Linked DNA regions of Drosophila melanogaster: region 1 is linked to region 2. Evidence: chromatin contacts called from public HiChIP or PLAC-seq data. All regions are on one chromosome and are shown on one strand. Each heading gives the region's core, a stretch centred on a gene start, on an enhancer-like site or on the middle of the called end of the contact. The rest is flanking DNA. Distances are from core to core; before and after follow the strand shown. Region 1 holds the start of GILT1 (Gamma-interferon-inducible lysosomal thiol reductase 1). Region 2 holds the start of lncRNA:CR46530 (long non-coding RNA:CR46530).

Region 1 (2,922 bases), core at 83-2,582, 340 kb before region 2:
ACGAATTACTAATTAGAAAATCTCCAACTAGACATGAATAGGAAAACCTCTAACTAGATTTGAATAGGTAAACCTCCTATCGATAGTAGCCGGTAAATATCGATATCGAATTACCGGGTGACCATCGGCTTAAGTTCCAGCTCTATGTTTACGTGTAGAACTTTATTTTCGGTTTAGTTTTGTTTACCAATAAATTTCGTTAGCTATGACAAATCTACAACGCTGGCTATTTTACGCATCGCTCTTTGCGATTCCCTATCTCTCCGTTGTTTTGGGAACAGTGCAAACGCCACTAACTACCAAGTATTTCCTGCACATTCAGCTTTTACCACTTTTGCTCCTCGTGATTTTTGGAGTGAGTTTTTGGATATGAATCAATGCAGATAACACCTCTTATTGACTACTACTATATATTACCCACAGATATATTCCGTTTGGACTGTTCTATATAGAACTCTGACTTTTAACGATTGTCCCGAGGCCGCCAAGGAGCTGCAGGATGAAATTCAGGAGGCTCGCAAGGATTTGATAGCCAAGGGATTTCGGTTTCGAGATTAGGAGACTTCCAGCTCGTAGGACTTGTGCATGTTAATCTGTAATTCCATTATTTATAAAAACAAAAATTACGCAAATTTACTCTAGACCGCATTTTGTGTGGGCGGACGCGTTGTTGGGGGCTGATTTCCCCAGGTGTCGGAAGTTTGGTGGCCAAATTATGTTGAGGTTTTGAAAGGATATGCTTGAAAAAGTATGGAATATGTTTATGTTTAATTGGCTTAGCTCCCCTGTGAATTACTCAAAATAAAAAATATAAGAAAACTAAAAAAGTATATGAGGTAAAATACGTTTAAAGAGATTAATAATATTCTTTACGGAAAACATATTTTTACTTAATGAACATGGTATATGGAAAACTCGTAAGTGCGAACCATATATTGCAAATCCATGCTTTGGCTATCTATTTCCAATAAATCAATTTTTTTAAAATTCTCTTAATTACAATGCGAAAGAGAAAAAAATATACTGTTTCAAAACTTTAATTTTCTCTTCTGCAAAATACTGGAAGGAGTTATAATTGCGAAGCTGAATGTTGTGATACTCAAAAGATCCAATATAAACCGATTAATAGCCATTTGAAGTTAATTTGTGTAATTTTTTTTTTAATGGCGGACAATAGTTTGAAAATAGAAATAAATTTCAAGAAGATAATACATAGTTGATGATAAAAAAGATAGTACATTTATTTACTCATGGTTGGGCAGTCTGGAAATCGGCTTTCTAATGGCCGACTGGAACTGGAACGGCGGTTTAAGCGTCAAGCTCTCTACAACAATCAACAGTTCGCGCTCAGCCACCGAACCGCTAACAACACGACCGCCGTTCGTTACGTGCTGGCTATATAACTGCATTTATAAGAAATTCTGAAGAACGAGAAGCCTGAAGATGAGTCACAAAATCGCCGCTGTGTGCCTCTTGATGAGCTGCCTGATTGCCACGGCTTATAGTGCCGCTAAGGTGAGTTTCCGGCTCGGAAAAACCCTTCGCCAAACTAGCGAAAAATCAGCCAACGGGGCCAACTAAGCCATTACACAACAGCCAAGCGTGTCAGGGGCACTCCGAATTGCTTTTACCATTTAGGTGAAGACGTGATTAAGTCGAATAACTAAATAGTGGGGGTATAGGAATACAAAAATGCAAAATAAAAAAATCCATAAAAGAGCTGCACCCTTTTCGTGGCAGCAACAAGTGGCATTTCGAGAGTTTAACGAACTGTGCCACACGTCGTAGTCGTCGGATCGGAAAATGCCGCCACCGTGGAAAAGCGTAGAGCATAATTGACAATATAAATGCATGTGTATGCGTGTATGTATGTGTATGTGAGCTTGGAGAGCGCCCTGTTGCTCTGTTGTTATTTTCATTTGGGCGAAGAACCGGTTCGGAGACCAGTTTCGATTTCTCATAGAAGAACCGGAGCTTGCCGGCACAGCCCCAACTGCAACTTCATTCTACACTGAGCACAATGTTTCCAAGAAGTATCAGCAATTTCAAGCAGAAGATCATTAGTCATATTCCATTTTATCTAACAATTCTTCTGATATACGATACCTTCCTGATTTTATTGGTATTTTTTCATCATTTTATGTTGGTGTATTAAAAATGATCACTCATATATGCTCACCTAGATTTCTACAATTATTCAGCTATATTTTTGCACTATCACAACCCCGTTAATTTATGCAATGCATTTTCAGAACGTTCCAAAGTTAGGTATAATTTTTTTGTGTGCACATATGTGCGGTACAATCGAATTGTATATACATACATATATACTTAGCTGAGTCTGCTGCTGTTGTTGTTTAGATCGAGAAGAATGGCGGGTTCTTTCGGCGATGTGTCATTAGCTTTTATATAACTTCAACTCCAACAAAAAGCAATTTGCATTTGTATTCATAGCCGTTTGCACATATTTGTGATTATTTTCTTTATTTTTTATTGCCCCTGCTTTTCGGCTGGCATTGTTCAAACATTTGCGCTTCGATCACGAGCTTTACAAAGTTTACTTAAATTTTCCATCTAAATAAAGCTTCAATTTGGGCTAAAATAATCAACTGAAATTACATTAAATGAATGCCATTTGATTGCACAGCCACTAATAAATAAACATATGTATTAGAAGCACGTAAGCTTGAAAATAGTCATTTGTTCGGAATATTTGTAAGCTATTTTATTGTAAATACGGATTTTATGTTGACTGTACGCAATTCTTAAATAATAACTAATTTGGCGTTTGATGAATACTTGAAAGAAAGGCTATAGTCAGCAATTTTTATCTGTTTATTACGTACGAAAATGTGTCGCAATTTCTGAATTCATTTAAATTGGGGGAGTAGACCTAAGATAACAAAACAAATTGTACATATA
Region 2 (3,143 bases), core at 212-2,711:
AAATCGGATCGAACCTACATGGTTCGACTTTAAAATAATGTTATGCGAATTTGTGTTAATTTTTAAAAGAATACACTGATTGAGAGAGCTAGGCAAACTTCAAGAAATTATAACAATATCTATGCAAGAGCCTGGTAACACCAATTGACTACTCAAATTATCTAAATATCTAAAAAAAAAAGGATTTTTTTTAAATCTCAAATATAGTTTACAAATTCAGCTTAATGAAAGACCTCTAACTCCACCGATTCCCGGAGACGGTCATTAAGAAAACAAAACAAGAATCGTTCGCTTTCGTTTTATGGATACTGCGGGGGATTCTGTAGAAAACCCGGGGCTGATGACCACAGCGTCTGGGATTGGAATCCAGCATGGATTTGGAGTCTGCGAGGGGACACTTTTAAGTGCAATTCGATTTGCTGCTTTTCCCTTTTCCCTTTTCATAATTATAGAGAGTCTTTCGGTTGTTTTCGTTTTGGGCCCTGCAAATTTGCATTTGGCAGTGGGGCGTTTCAGTTTATGGGTTCCTCTTTTTTTCGGCACTATATTATTTCGTTTTATTGTTATTGTGGCTAAACAATTATTTCGGATTCTTGGTCCCCGATTTCGGGGGAGGACGCAGAACGTAGCCCGAAGTAACCTCCGCCGACGGCATTGCCGTCGTTGTGGGCGTCATATTACAGACGACTGGGTGACATGCCCTCGATGGCGATGACGACGACAACGATTCCAAGTTCTTTGTTTGCCCAGCATACATACATGTGTTTTCTATTCCAAATGTCGCCTACAACAATTCGCATTGGATTTCACTTGTTCACAGTTGCCGCGTTTTATTGTTACTAATGTTTAATGGTGTCAGAAGGGTTCCTTCGAAGGGCAATGAGTCATCTCACCTCTGGCAGCTATCCGTTTTGCCGCTGGTATTCTTGCAGTTGGGCCACCGTCGATAAATCCCAATAGGAAAGCTCCGTTCACCGAGAGAATCAAACTAAATTGTCGCCTTAACTGCTAGCACATTTTTGCTTTAAGTCGATGGTTTTAAAATAAATAAACTTAAATGTGTGTTGCGGCCGAGCGAGTTTTGTGTTTTTGCCGGAAAAGGTTTTCCTAATGAGCCCGTTAACGGGTATTATGCGATTGCGTTTATGGCACTTGGGCAATTTGCTTGCTAGAATTCTTGACTTATTTCTAATGCACACAGATATTTTTATATATTTATATATATTATTTAACACTTGTAGGCACAGCGAGAAAATTATCCAAACTGGGATATATGTGTATGGATATTATATATATCGGTAATATACATATATGTATATAAGGACAGACGGCGTGGACGCGCAGCTGAACCAGCGAGCGGGCGGCGAGCGAATGAGTGACTACTCAAATGGACCGAGCTCAGCCTGCAGTAACTGGGGGCAGCAGAAGCAGCAGCAGCAGCAGCCGCAGCAGCAGTATAAGCAGCAGCAGCACGGCAGCAACATCACATCCCAGCGGCAACACCAACACACAGGCAAGTGATGTGGAGGCGCGACGAGTGCGCACGCATACGCACACAGAGGCAGCACACACGGACACCACTTCAATCCCCTTGACTGGAAGTCGCTGGTGTTGGTGGTGGCTAAGCATGCAACTTTCCAGCCTTCTTTCCCGTTTACCAGTGCGCCAGTGTGCGTGTATTAATGAATGAAACGCCAATGCCACCGCGCCACCCCCTCCCCGAGCACCCCACCCACCTCAGTTTTCCCACACCCCTTGGTATGCCTGTCCGTGTGTATGTGCTCACGTTTTCCGCCGGATCTGGATGATGTGGACGTGCTCGGCGACCGGTGGCGAAGGAACTGCGCTGCGCATGCGTGCGGCATGCCAAAAGGTATTAGCCAGGTGGATCGGCATTTGGCCAGGTTCTCGAAACAGCATCACTCAGTTTCATGAATAACTATGTCAATAGGTGTCCTTTTGCGAAATGTACGTATATTACTGATCCAAATTATAATTGATGTGTATTCTATTTATTTTCTGAGCGGATCCTTAACAAAAAGTTTCTATATAATAACTTCTAAAACTCAATTTACATATGAATTGAAATATCGGAATAGTTTTACATGTGTATAAGCAATAAAAATATAATTACTTCCGTGCACTTACCTGCATTTTTAGAACTCATTTAAGTTAACACAATCAGCAGCTTATATAATTCTAAGGAAAAAAATAACAGCTTTAAATGGTTAAACTTTGAAAATTAAGTCAAATATAACAAAATTTAGATATTATGAAAACAAAGCAATTGATATGTTAAAAAATAAAATTTATTGAATATCCCAAAAGTATGCTAAATAAACGTTGTAAGAATAGTAGCAACAATATCCAATTGGAAACCGGAAAACCCTTAAAATTTCAAACCTTTTTTTCCATTTAATTTTTTTTTTATTAAATCAATGCGTGACTGGCGCAACTTTGAAAGAGCGCATGAGGCGCACCTAAAACAGTTTTTTTTTTTGCTACATTGTCAATTTTTTTTTACGAGGAACTCGAGAAACGTCTTGTTATCCGACAGTCGTAGCAGCATCTAGCACGGGGATTGATTTGAGTGGATATTTACGTGGTTAAGCGGGATACATGGTATCGAAGTTTCATGTACAATCAGATAGTCCGCGGTGAGACAGTTCCTTCTCCAATACTTATATACAAACTACCGAAGGACCTCAATGCATGCGCGTGAGGTCCTCGACGATCTTTATGACATCCTCCACATCCGCACTCTTTCGTTCGCCATTCAGTGTCAACTGGAAAGCAAATGTAAGACTGTTATTATCAGCTCCTAGTGGTCAAATGCAATTTAGCTCACCTCCAATCCCTGAACGGCATCGCGCATCTTGTCGCGACTCAAGTCCAAAAAGCTCTCAATTAGATCTCCATCGATGAATCCCTCGCTGGGTTCAACTTTGCTGTTGATTTGGAAATTGCGGTAGTACGTGTGCTCAATCTTGCCCACCGACTTGATTATTTTCTTCAGCCGCTCCTCCAGGCCGTGCAGGAAGTCGTAGAAGTCCTGCGGTATCTGGGTTACAATGCCAATGGCTCCGTTGCATGTTCCGTACAGAACACATCCATTGATCGGCGTAGTTCGCTCACCAACGTTC

The links. HiChIP or PLAC-seq counts read pairs in DNA pulled down with a chosen protein or histone mark.
Region 1: an H3K27ac HiChIP or PLAC-seq map of the Kc167 cell line shows a contact between it and region 2, with 7 times the contacts expected there. The contact joins the promoter of GILT1 here to the promoter of lncRNA:CR46530 in region 2. A contact is called at or near these places in 4 of 107 Hi-C or Micro-C datasets (the Clone 8 cell line, the S2 cell line and embryonic neurons) and 1 of 6 datasets of contacts at active chromatin or transcription factors (the Kc167 cell line).

Annotation. Positions count from the first base shown.
Region 1 is chr3R:13,400,272-13,403,193 of dm6, reverse strand. GILT1 (Gamma-interferon-inducible lysosomal thiol reductase 1) reads left to right here and starts at 1,332. Exons shown (of 4, transcript NM_142030.4): 1 at 1,332-1,515. The coding sequence starts at 1,444. It overlaps Dpm3 (Dolichyl-phosphate mannosyltransferase subunit 3), which reads left to right and starts at 143. Exons shown (of 2, transcript NM_001038962.3): 1 at 143-355; 2 at 424-635. The coding sequence starts at 206. The coding sequence ends at 558.
Region 2 is chr3R:13,055,994-13,059,136 of dm6, reverse strand. It overlaps lncRNA:CR46530 (long non-coding RNA:CR46530), which reads left to right and starts at 1,461. Exons shown (of 1, transcript NR_190039.1): 1 at 1,461-2,319. It overlaps pic (piccolo), which reads right to left. Exons shown (of 7, transcript NM_142000.3): 6 at 2,849-3,143; 7 at 2,412-2,786. The coding sequence ends at 2,706. It overlaps sim (single-minded), which reads right to left and starts at 1,382. Exons shown (of 8, transcript NM_169495.4): 1 at 894-1,382.